2 separate regions of the Mus musculus genome follow, and region 1 is linked to region 2. A link is a contact called in public Hi-C data. All regions are on one chromosome and are shown on one strand. Each heading gives the region's core, a stretch centred on a gene start, on an enhancer-like site or on the middle of the called end of the contact. The rest is flanking DNA. Distances are from core to core; before and after follow the strand shown. Region 1 overlaps 1110051M20Rik (RIKEN cDNA 1110051M20 gene). Region 2 overlaps 1110051M20Rik (RIKEN cDNA 1110051M20 gene).

The links. A called contact is a pair of places that touch in the nucleus more often than the background predicts.
Region 1: a Hi-C map of the C2C12 cell line shows a contact between it and region 2, with 1.5 times the contacts expected there. The contact joins two enhancer-like sites. A contact is called at or near these places in 18 of 484 Hi-C or Micro-C datasets (the C2C12 cell line, Sertoli cells, bone marrow-derived macrophages and 9 more), 5 of 115 datasets of contacts at active chromatin or transcription factors (differentiating embryonic stem cells, embryonic basal ganglia and embryonic stem cells) and 1 of 9 other capture datasets (embryonic stem cells).

What each region holds. Positions count from the first base shown.
Region 1 is chr2:91,386,147-91,390,836 of GRCm38.p6, reverse strand. All of the region lies in intron 2 of 1110051M20Rik (RIKEN cDNA 1110051M20 gene), which reads left to right. Among named protein-coding and RNA genes, the nearest start is that of 1110051M20Rik, 56 kb to the left of the region's middle. Within about 2 kb of position 2,381, at least 44 of the 459 cell types and tissues checked have an H3K27ac peak or open chromatin away from gene starts, as enhancers often do. A contact at or near this core is called in the C2C12 cell line and muscle stem cells, where this site is marked.
Region 2 is chr2:91,310,852-91,315,240 of GRCm38.p6, reverse strand. All of the region lies in intron 3 of 1110051M20Rik (RIKEN cDNA 1110051M20 gene), which reads left to right. Among named protein-coding and RNA genes, the nearest start is that of Arfgap2, 48 kb to the right of the region's middle. Within about 2 kb of position 2,455, at least 83 of the 459 cell types and tissues checked have an H3K27ac peak or open chromatin away from gene starts, as enhancers often do. A contact at or near this core is called in the C2C12 cell line and muscle stem cells, where this site is marked.

The sequences.
Region 1 (4,690 bases), core at 1,132-3,631, 76 kb before region 2:
GACACTTAGTGGGCTTGCTTCTTTGCTAATACTGAGCGGGAAAGGAACTGAATTGGTATGCAGACAGTCAGCAGTGAACCACAGCATGCCAGGCTTTAAGAAATGTGTTTGGAAGTCTGAAGACTTCAAAAGGAAGTTTGAAACTCTAGCATGTGGGTGTGTGGTGCACACTTGTAATCCCAGCACTCAGAAAACTGAACCAGGATTGTGAACTCAAGAACATTACAGAGGCAGCAAGATGGCTTACTAGGTAAAAGTTTGTGTGCGAGCTAATGACCTGAGTTCAGCCTCAGCACCTCACTAAGACAGGATAATTAACTGCCCTGAAGTTGTGACTGGCCGGCCTTGCATATGCAGTATAACAGAAACAAGAAAGGAGACTGCCTTGGCCAAGGGAGAGGAGAGAACCAACTCTTGAAGTTGCCTTCTCACCTCCACATGTGTGTCATGTACTCATGGGTTCACACTCAAGTGGAGAGAGAAAGAGAGAGAGAGAGGGAGAGGGAGAGAGAGAGAGAGAGAGAGAGAGAGAGAGAGAGAGAAAAGAATGAATATTCTGAGATTCTGGCCTATATAGTGAGACTGTCCTAAAGAAGAAAGAGGAGGCTGGAGAGATGACTTAGCCTTTAAGAGCATACAGTGCACTTGAAGAGAATTTTGGTTTGGTTCCCAGCACCCACACTGAGGAGTTTTCAACCACCTATAACCCCAGCTCCACGGGATGCAATGCTGACCTTCCTGCCTTCAGAGATGCTTGCATTCATGTTCACATCCATACCCATAATCACATAATGACCAAAAAAAAAAAAAAAAAAGTAAAAAGAAAAAGTCAAGCTCTGGCAAGAACTTGACTATTATAAACAAAGGTCCTAAACTGGTGAATGGCCAGTGGATGCAGTACCTGCTGCCAAGCCTCGTAGCCTATAGGGAGCACACAGGACACTGGCAGTTAGACTGAGTTCCATTCCTTGGACATTTGTGGTGGAAGGAGAAAATTCACTCTTAGAGTGTGTTATCATGGCACACAGTGGTATACAGAAACACACCCACACACATACAAAATAGTCAGCATAGAAATACTATAAACCAAGATCCTGCCAGGGAGAGCTTACTCTCGGAGAAGCAGCATGTGAGAACTAAGTCCCTTGGTGTAGCCCCTCTGCAGAGTTAACCTGTATGGAAACAGGCTCCTCTACCCTTAGCAACAGGCCTGTTTGTGACAAGTGCTTTATTCCACTTCTATTTTAGGAAGATTCTTTATAGATCTGGTGACTGCATTTGAAGTGACCAAGGAAAGAAACTAGGGCTTTATCTTCCTCCTGCAGAGACTTTCCATAGCTCTTAAGGCCTGTGAGATGTCTTAAGTTTTTCTCTTCTTAATGCAGTAAAATCTATCACCAATATCACGGTCTGAAAATGAACTCTGCTATGGTAGTTACTTTGGCAGAAAAAAAATAATCTTGGTTTGAAATGTGAGTGCTTTAAGCTATTGCAAGAGAGACCTGATTGGCTCATCTCTGTCTTTCACTGTCTCAGAAATTATGAATTGCATCTGCTGCTATCAGCTTGGTTTCCTAGATTGGTTCACCTATGCCTATACAGTGAGTCAGGAATTGAGGAATGATTTGCCCTTGTCATGGTGAATTCGTTAATCTGCTTTGGCTCCAGGTGGGTTGCATGAATGAAACACACACACACACACACACACACACACACACACACCCCACACACAGCTAATTTTAATATGCCTTGGTGTAATGGTTGGGCACTTCTTTTTTTCTTTTTTCTTTTTTTTTTGTTGTTGTTGAAAATATTTAATCCCAATGGGAGGCTTTTACTCTGCCTTTAATTATGCAGTTCCCAGATAAAAGACACATGTGACCTTAAGCCTTTATCAGCACCAAAGCCGAGCAGATATCTCTCCTCTATGCCATTCGAATCTGCTTTCCTATTGATAACCCTGACTTATTACTCACTATGTTCCATCTGGGCTGCTCTTAACTCCAATTGACCAGCCCTCGTGGACATGATTTTAACATTCTTTTTGTGTGTGTGTGTGTGTGTTTCATGTATTTTTATTTTTATTTTTTTTACATTTTTCCCCTTTTTTTTTTAAATTGGGTATTTATTTCATTTACATTTCCAATGCTATCCCAAAAGTCCCCTACACGCTCCCCCACCCACTCTCCCACCCACCCACTCTAAACCTCCTTGTGATTAGGGAACACTCCCCTCTGGCATTCCTAGCTTAATACCTTTTAATTTTATATTTTATCTCTGCTGCCTTGTTACCTCTGGACAGCTGCCCCACCCCCACCCCAGGGCTGCTTTCCCTTTCCTCCCACATTGCTGGATAACTTCTCTCCTATGGCTCTTAAATCTGATCCCTCTGCCTCTGAGTCATGGTGATTCTCCTCTTCTTCCCTCTCCCTCCGTCCCTTGCCCACACAATCTAAAAGTTCCACCTTCTTCTCCCTGCCCAGCTATCGGCTGTATGACAATTCTTTATTACCAGTTGAAGCCAGCTGGAGGCAGGGACCCTCAGGTCTGGAATTGCAGCTTTTGGGAGTCAAATTAAGACAAAGCGCTAGAACCAGTTCCCAACAAGCCCCAACTGAATTTCTTCCAAAATTTCTTGTTGATGTTTTACATTTACTTTTTTTGTATATGACACATGGAGGTCAGGAAAACAATGTTTTGGGTTTTTGGTTTTTTGTTTGTTTGTTTTGTTTTGTTGGGTTTTTTGTTTTGTTTTGTTTTGAGGGTTTTTTTCTTTGTTTTGTTTTGTTTTGAGACAAGGTCTATGTAAGGTATTGGACCTCACTATGTAGAGCTGGCTGGCCTCAAACTCACAAAGATCTGATTGGACTCTGCCTTCCAAATACTGGGATTAAAGATGTACTCTACTATACCTGGCCTAGAAGACAACATTCAAGAGTTAGTTCTCTCTTTCCAATGCATAGATCCCAGGGATCAAATTCAGGTCATCAGCCAGTGTTCCTTATCTGCTGCTGAGTCAGAGTCCTCCTCTCCATAGCCCAGTTGGGAAGTATTTGAAAAGCCGAAGATCTTGTACTTTGTACTTGTAACTAAGCTACTGTTGACAACATGAAGACAGAGTCTCAGCAGGCACCTGCAGTGTGGCAGGCTTTGGATGTGCAATGTTTTTTCCTAAATCACATTATTGATTGATTTAGTGTGTGTGTGTGTGTGTGTGTGTGTGTGTGTGTGTGTGCGTGCGTGCGTGCACACACACATACATACAAGTGCCATGCAGTGCATTCGGAGGACAGAGGCCAGCTAGCCAGAGTCAGTTCTCTCTACATAGCATGTGGATCCCAGGTTGATGGTAGTCTTGAAGGCAGATGCTTTTACCTGCTGAGCCATCTAGCTGGCTGGGTCTCTGCGTTCTAGTCCACTTACACTTCTTTATTGCTTCAGAGAATGCACAGTCAATGAACCCAATAGCTTTCCTGATTCATATCTGTGTACAGAAGCTCATTCCAAGTGCACTACATATTAAAACCACCTTTGTCAAAATCCTTGTACACAGGATCCCCACTCACTTCCTCCCACAGTAGGTATACTGCACGTTCAAATGGCAGAATGGCAGATGGCCACAGGACAGTGAAGTAGTTAGGAACACTGTGGCTGAATTCATGTCTGGGAAGGGCTTTAGAGCTCAGTAGAAGGAGCAGGGGGTGAGGCAGCTTGTGCACAAGTGTGTTGTCTAAATGGCTTCAGGGTTCTGCAACACAGGCTGAATGGTCACGCTCCACCGACATCTCTCATCAAGTTACTGTTGCCAAATTCTGTAGTAGATAGGCAGTGCAAAGAAAACATTTAAGAGCTTTAGGCCTTGTCTGAGCTTCACAAGGAAGGAAAGAACAAATCCATGAATTGTTACTTCAGGGACCAATTTGTACAGAGGAACATATCTTTAGGGTTTGCCAACTTTTTGAAGAACAAAACTCCAGTCTTTCAGCAAAGCCCCAACAACTGAAAGAATGAGTTTTCATAGTGAAATTTGAATACCCAGTGGTTCATGCTATGCAGGAATTCAGTAACAGGGTCTGTCTGTGACATCATCATGGTATTATGGGGTATAAAGCCATCCTCTGTAAGACCTGCATGACTTTGTTTGCTCCTCCGTGACAGGGAAAACCTCCCATTTAAGATGTGCCTGTGCACCGACATCCCAGCCCACAGGAGGAAACCTGGGGGAAGGAAGCCAGCCAGTAAGCATGGCTAGGGGCCTCAGGAGACAAAGAAAGCAACTGGAATGTTCTTTAAATAACAAAAAATTGGTAACAAAACACAAAATTAACAAAAGCATGTCTCTTCCTTAAAGTGTTTCTAGACACAGCCTCATTTTGCCTAAGACTCTCCTCCTCCTTGTGTTTGTTGTGTGCGTGAGTGTGGCCACATGTGTGCAACAGAGTGTATGTGGAAGTCGAATGACAGTTTTGGGTGTTGGCCCTCACCCCCACCTTGTTTGAGACAGTCTCTTTGTGGTCTTTCTGCTGCATAGCCAGGCTGGGTAGCCACAGTCTTTTAGGCATTATCCTGTCTCTGTACCTCTCATCTCCTAGTAGGGGCACTGGGGTGGCAAAGGCTCCAGTTACATGCTCTGATGTCGGTATGTTCTTCTACTCTCTGTTTTGGGATATGTAACTAGTACTGGAATTAC
Region 2 (4,389 bases), core at 1,206-3,705:
TGAGTCAGAAAGGTTTTATTTCATCTATGATTGCCTTGGTCAGTGTTCTGTTGCTGTGAAGAGACACAATGACCATAGCAACTCTTATAAAGGAAAATATTTACTCGGGAGCTTACTTATATTCAGAGGTTTAGTTCATTGTGGCAAGAAGCATGGGGCGTGCAGGGAGACATGGTGCTGGAGAGGTGGCTGAGTGGGCTACATCTGGATCCACAGGCAGCAGGAAGAGAGAGACACTAGACTTGACTTGGGCATTTGAAACCCCAAAGCCTACCCCAGTGGCACACTTCCTCCAACAAGGTCTAGTCCTGTCAAATAGCACCACTCCCTAATGACCAAATATATAAGCCTACTGGGCCATTCTTACTCAAACCACCAGAATGATATATATTAAAGTTCCATGTAAGATTTTTTTGTTTGTTTGTTTGTTTGTTTTTCGAGACAGGGTTTCTCTGTGTATCCCTGACTGTCCTGGAACTCACTCTGTAGACCAGGCTGGCCTCGAACTCAGAAATCTGCCTGCCTCTGCCTCCTGGGTGCTGGGATTAAAGGCGTGTGCCACCACGGCCGGCAAGATTTCTATTTTTAAGTGTATCCTTTAAATATATATTTTTTTTACTTTCATATTTGACATCTCTATCTTATGGGTGGAAAACTGAGGCCTAGTCAGAGGAAGTTGTACCCAGAGGAATGTTCTTCACAGAACTCAGACCAAGGCATTGCCTCTGCATCATGATGTGTCTCTGAAACAGAACAGACTTTTTCTTTTTGAAAACAAGCTGGATCGCTTCATTCTGACGGTAAAACCCCATAAAACGTCTTACACCTCCTCCTTTCCAAAGGCTGAGTGAGTCGTTTTAGATATCAGCCATCACGGACAGGAGGGCTATCTATCCTCTCACCTTCAGACACTGTGAGGAAAGGCTCAAGTTCCTTCTCCATGTTAGCTCTTGACCTGCTGAACCGTTTCTGTGTACTTGAGAGCAGGCGTGGGTTTTAGCACTCAGAAGCACATGCTTGGCTTGACTCTTGCATCTTGGTTTTGTGGTATCTATTTGAATGGGAAAACACGGTCCTCTTTAGAAGTAAAGCAAGATGGCCAGGCAGTGGTGTGGCACATCCTTTACTCCCCACACTCAGGAGGCAGAGGCAGGCAGTCTCGGTGACTTTGAGGCTAGCCTGGTCTACAGAGTGAGTTTCAGGACAGCCAGGGCTACACAGAGAAACCCTGTCTTGAAAAAAACAAACAAACAAACAGACAGGCAAACAAACAACGAAACAAACAAACCCAATACCCTTCCTTAGTCCACCCAACCTCAATAGTCCTATCTGAGGGCAGGAGACAGAGCTGTACCCAAGAGCGCGACTCAGTGTAGGGGTCGTAGGTGGCAGGTCAAGCCTCTGTTTCAAGTTCCCAGTGGTGGGTAGAGATGGTCATGATTAGTCCACAGACCTGACCAAACTGCCAGGATGTGTATATATAATCTTTTATTGAAAATGCCCACATTTCTTTACATTTGTATCTGATACCACAGTTCCTGGGCAGTTCTTGTTCATCTTAAACATTGCCACAAGATCATTGTCTTGACTGATTATTTAATAGTTTAGAACCCCACTGGCCAAACAGAAATAGGCAAGATATATTTCTCACTTGGTGTTGGGCTTGGTCATAATAAAATATAAAAATAAAGACTTTGGCTTCTTGCTCCTCTTTGAACACACTAAATAGAGCTCTGGGGAATGGTGATGTGGCAGAGGCCAGAGTTTATAATGGCTCAAGCATTATACCCCACAAGTGTTATTGGAAGCCATTGCGTCTCATTCCTTTTGTGGGGTCATCTCCCTTTCAGTAAATTAATTATTATTATTTCCCTCTATTTATAATATAAAATGAATGCTGCCAAAGAAGATAACATTTAGGAACACAGACTGTTCTTCTGTGCTTTGCTTGACAGCTACACGGCCCTTAGGATGCTGGCAGCTTTCCTGTGACTGTGGTACCAAGTGTTCCAAGGAGAGAGAAGCTGTCAGATGCCTTGCTCCCCACCCCACCCCCACCCTCTTTCTCCCTCAGTTCCCTTTCCCTCTACAGAGTAGCCCTGAGAAGTATTTACTCAGCTGCGGCCTGGTAACAAAGCCTCCATACCCTAGGGATGGGAAGGGGTGGTGTGGTCATGCCCCGAACTCTCCGTGGCCTTCCGAGCACCTCTTGGCAGAGCATGCTGGCCGAGGAGGAGTGTCTTTAGAATGAGCCTTCAGAGCGCCTGCAAAAAATGCACATAAAAACAATTGTAACTGAAAATTGAAGAGTCCACTCATGGTCTGTGGTGTTCTCTGGCCTCTGTGGCAGTTTCTATTGAAATCATGCAGCTAACCAGCTAGAGGTCATCCAGCCCTCTGGGTTTCCCGTGGCTTTGCAGTGTTTCATTATCTCTAGCCTTGATCCAGCACCAGCTCATACAGCTGACACAGGGGCGAGTCACACAGATGAGTTCAGACTAAACCCTATTGGACTGTATCCCCATACTTTGAGGGATAAAAGTCCTAGATTCAGGGCAGGCTCACTGAGAGAGGCAGAGCTCTGCCCCACGTCCTTCTGTCTGGTACCATTCTGCTGCTCTGTGGTGATGGCTCTCTGACTCTGGCCCAGGCACCATCTCCCAGGCCTCTGAGTACAGCCACATACCACCACAGCTCTGGTGAGAAAATGTGGTGGACACACATGGTGGTCTGCAAAGCGGATGTAGAAATGACTAAGCTGCCTCCACAGAGCTTCGGAGGCAGGAATTTCCACAGCAAAAAGGCAGGCCAGATGTAAAAAAAAAAGCTTTCTTCCCTTTCTTCCTTTTCCGACAAATGAGGCCAGGTTAGCTCTTGAGTACACTGAGTATCAATCATTTCTGCTAAATTGATTTTCTTGTCTAAAATAACCTTGTGTACCGGTCTCTAGGATTAGAGTAAGCTAACCAACAGGAGGAATACTCTGCACCTGGGTGCCCCTCACCTTGAGCTAGTGCTCACACTGAATCTGCTTATGGCGAAATACATTTCTGTGAGGCAACCCCTCAGCTTCCTTTGGTTTTCATGGTAAAAGTGGCCATTCATTCCTGTACAAAAGCATTCAGGGTGACTGAACTGAGCCCTCCCTCGGTGAGAAGATTCTGGGAGACCAGCAGCGTCTGCACCATGGTCCACTAGCTGTGGTTTATCGTCTATTGACAGTTGTAATGTCTACCAAATAGGACGGTTACCATTTTCAGTTCTTTGCAGCTCCTGGATTCCCTCAAATAGCCATTTCCAGAATAGTTTTTTTTTTTTTAAGACTTATTTATTTATTATATGTAAGTACACTGTAGCTGTCTTCAGACACTCCAGAACAGGGCATCAGATTTCGTTACGGATGGTTGTGAGCCGCCATGTGGTTGCTGGGATTTGTACTTGGGACCTATAGAAGAGCAGCCGGCGCTCTTAACCACTGAGCCATCTCGCCAGCCCCTCCAGAATAGTTCTTATGACTAGAGATCCTCCTCTGAATTCACACATTATCTTAATTTCTTCTTTTTTGCTGTGATAAAAATACTCTGGAAAGGGGGCTGGAGAGATGACTCGGTGGTTAAGAGCACTGGCTGCTCTTCTAGAGGATCCAGGTTCAATTCCCAGCACCCTCATAGTAGCTCACAACTGTCTGTGACTTCAGTTCCAGAGGACCTGACACCCTCACACAGATATAAATTCAGGCAAAATACCAAGGCACATAAATAAACAAAAACAAAAAAAATCAAAACCCAAAATACTCTGAAAAAGGAACTTTAAGGATAAAGGGTCATTTGGGCTCACAGTTCCAGGAGGAATTCAGTGCAACATAATGAAGCAGGTGTGGTATCAGGAGCAGGAAGCTGAGAGGGAACAGGAATTGGAACCAGGCTATAAAACGGCAAAGCCTGCCCCCAAGGACATAGTCCCTTCAGCAAGGTTCTGCCTCCCAAAGGCTCCATAACTTTTCCAAACAATGCCACTAGTTGGGAACAATGTACCCAAATCCATAAATCTATAGGGACCACACTCAGACCACAATACATGATGACCATAACTTTGTCCCTGTGAGCTTTGACTTGGGGTCACTATGTGATACATGGTTTAATTCATCCATTTCTTCCACACATACTCACTGTACTAATGTCAGAATTTAGCTGGGTGCTGTAGTTAAGTCTACATTTCAGGACTTCAAGTTTGTTTGTTTGTTTGTTTAGATTTATTATGTATACAATGTTCTCCCTGCATGTATGCCTGCATGCCAGAAGAGGGCACCAGATCTCATTACACATGATTGTGAATTACCAGGTGGTTGCTGGGAATTGAACTCAGGACCTCTGGAAGAACAGCCAGTGC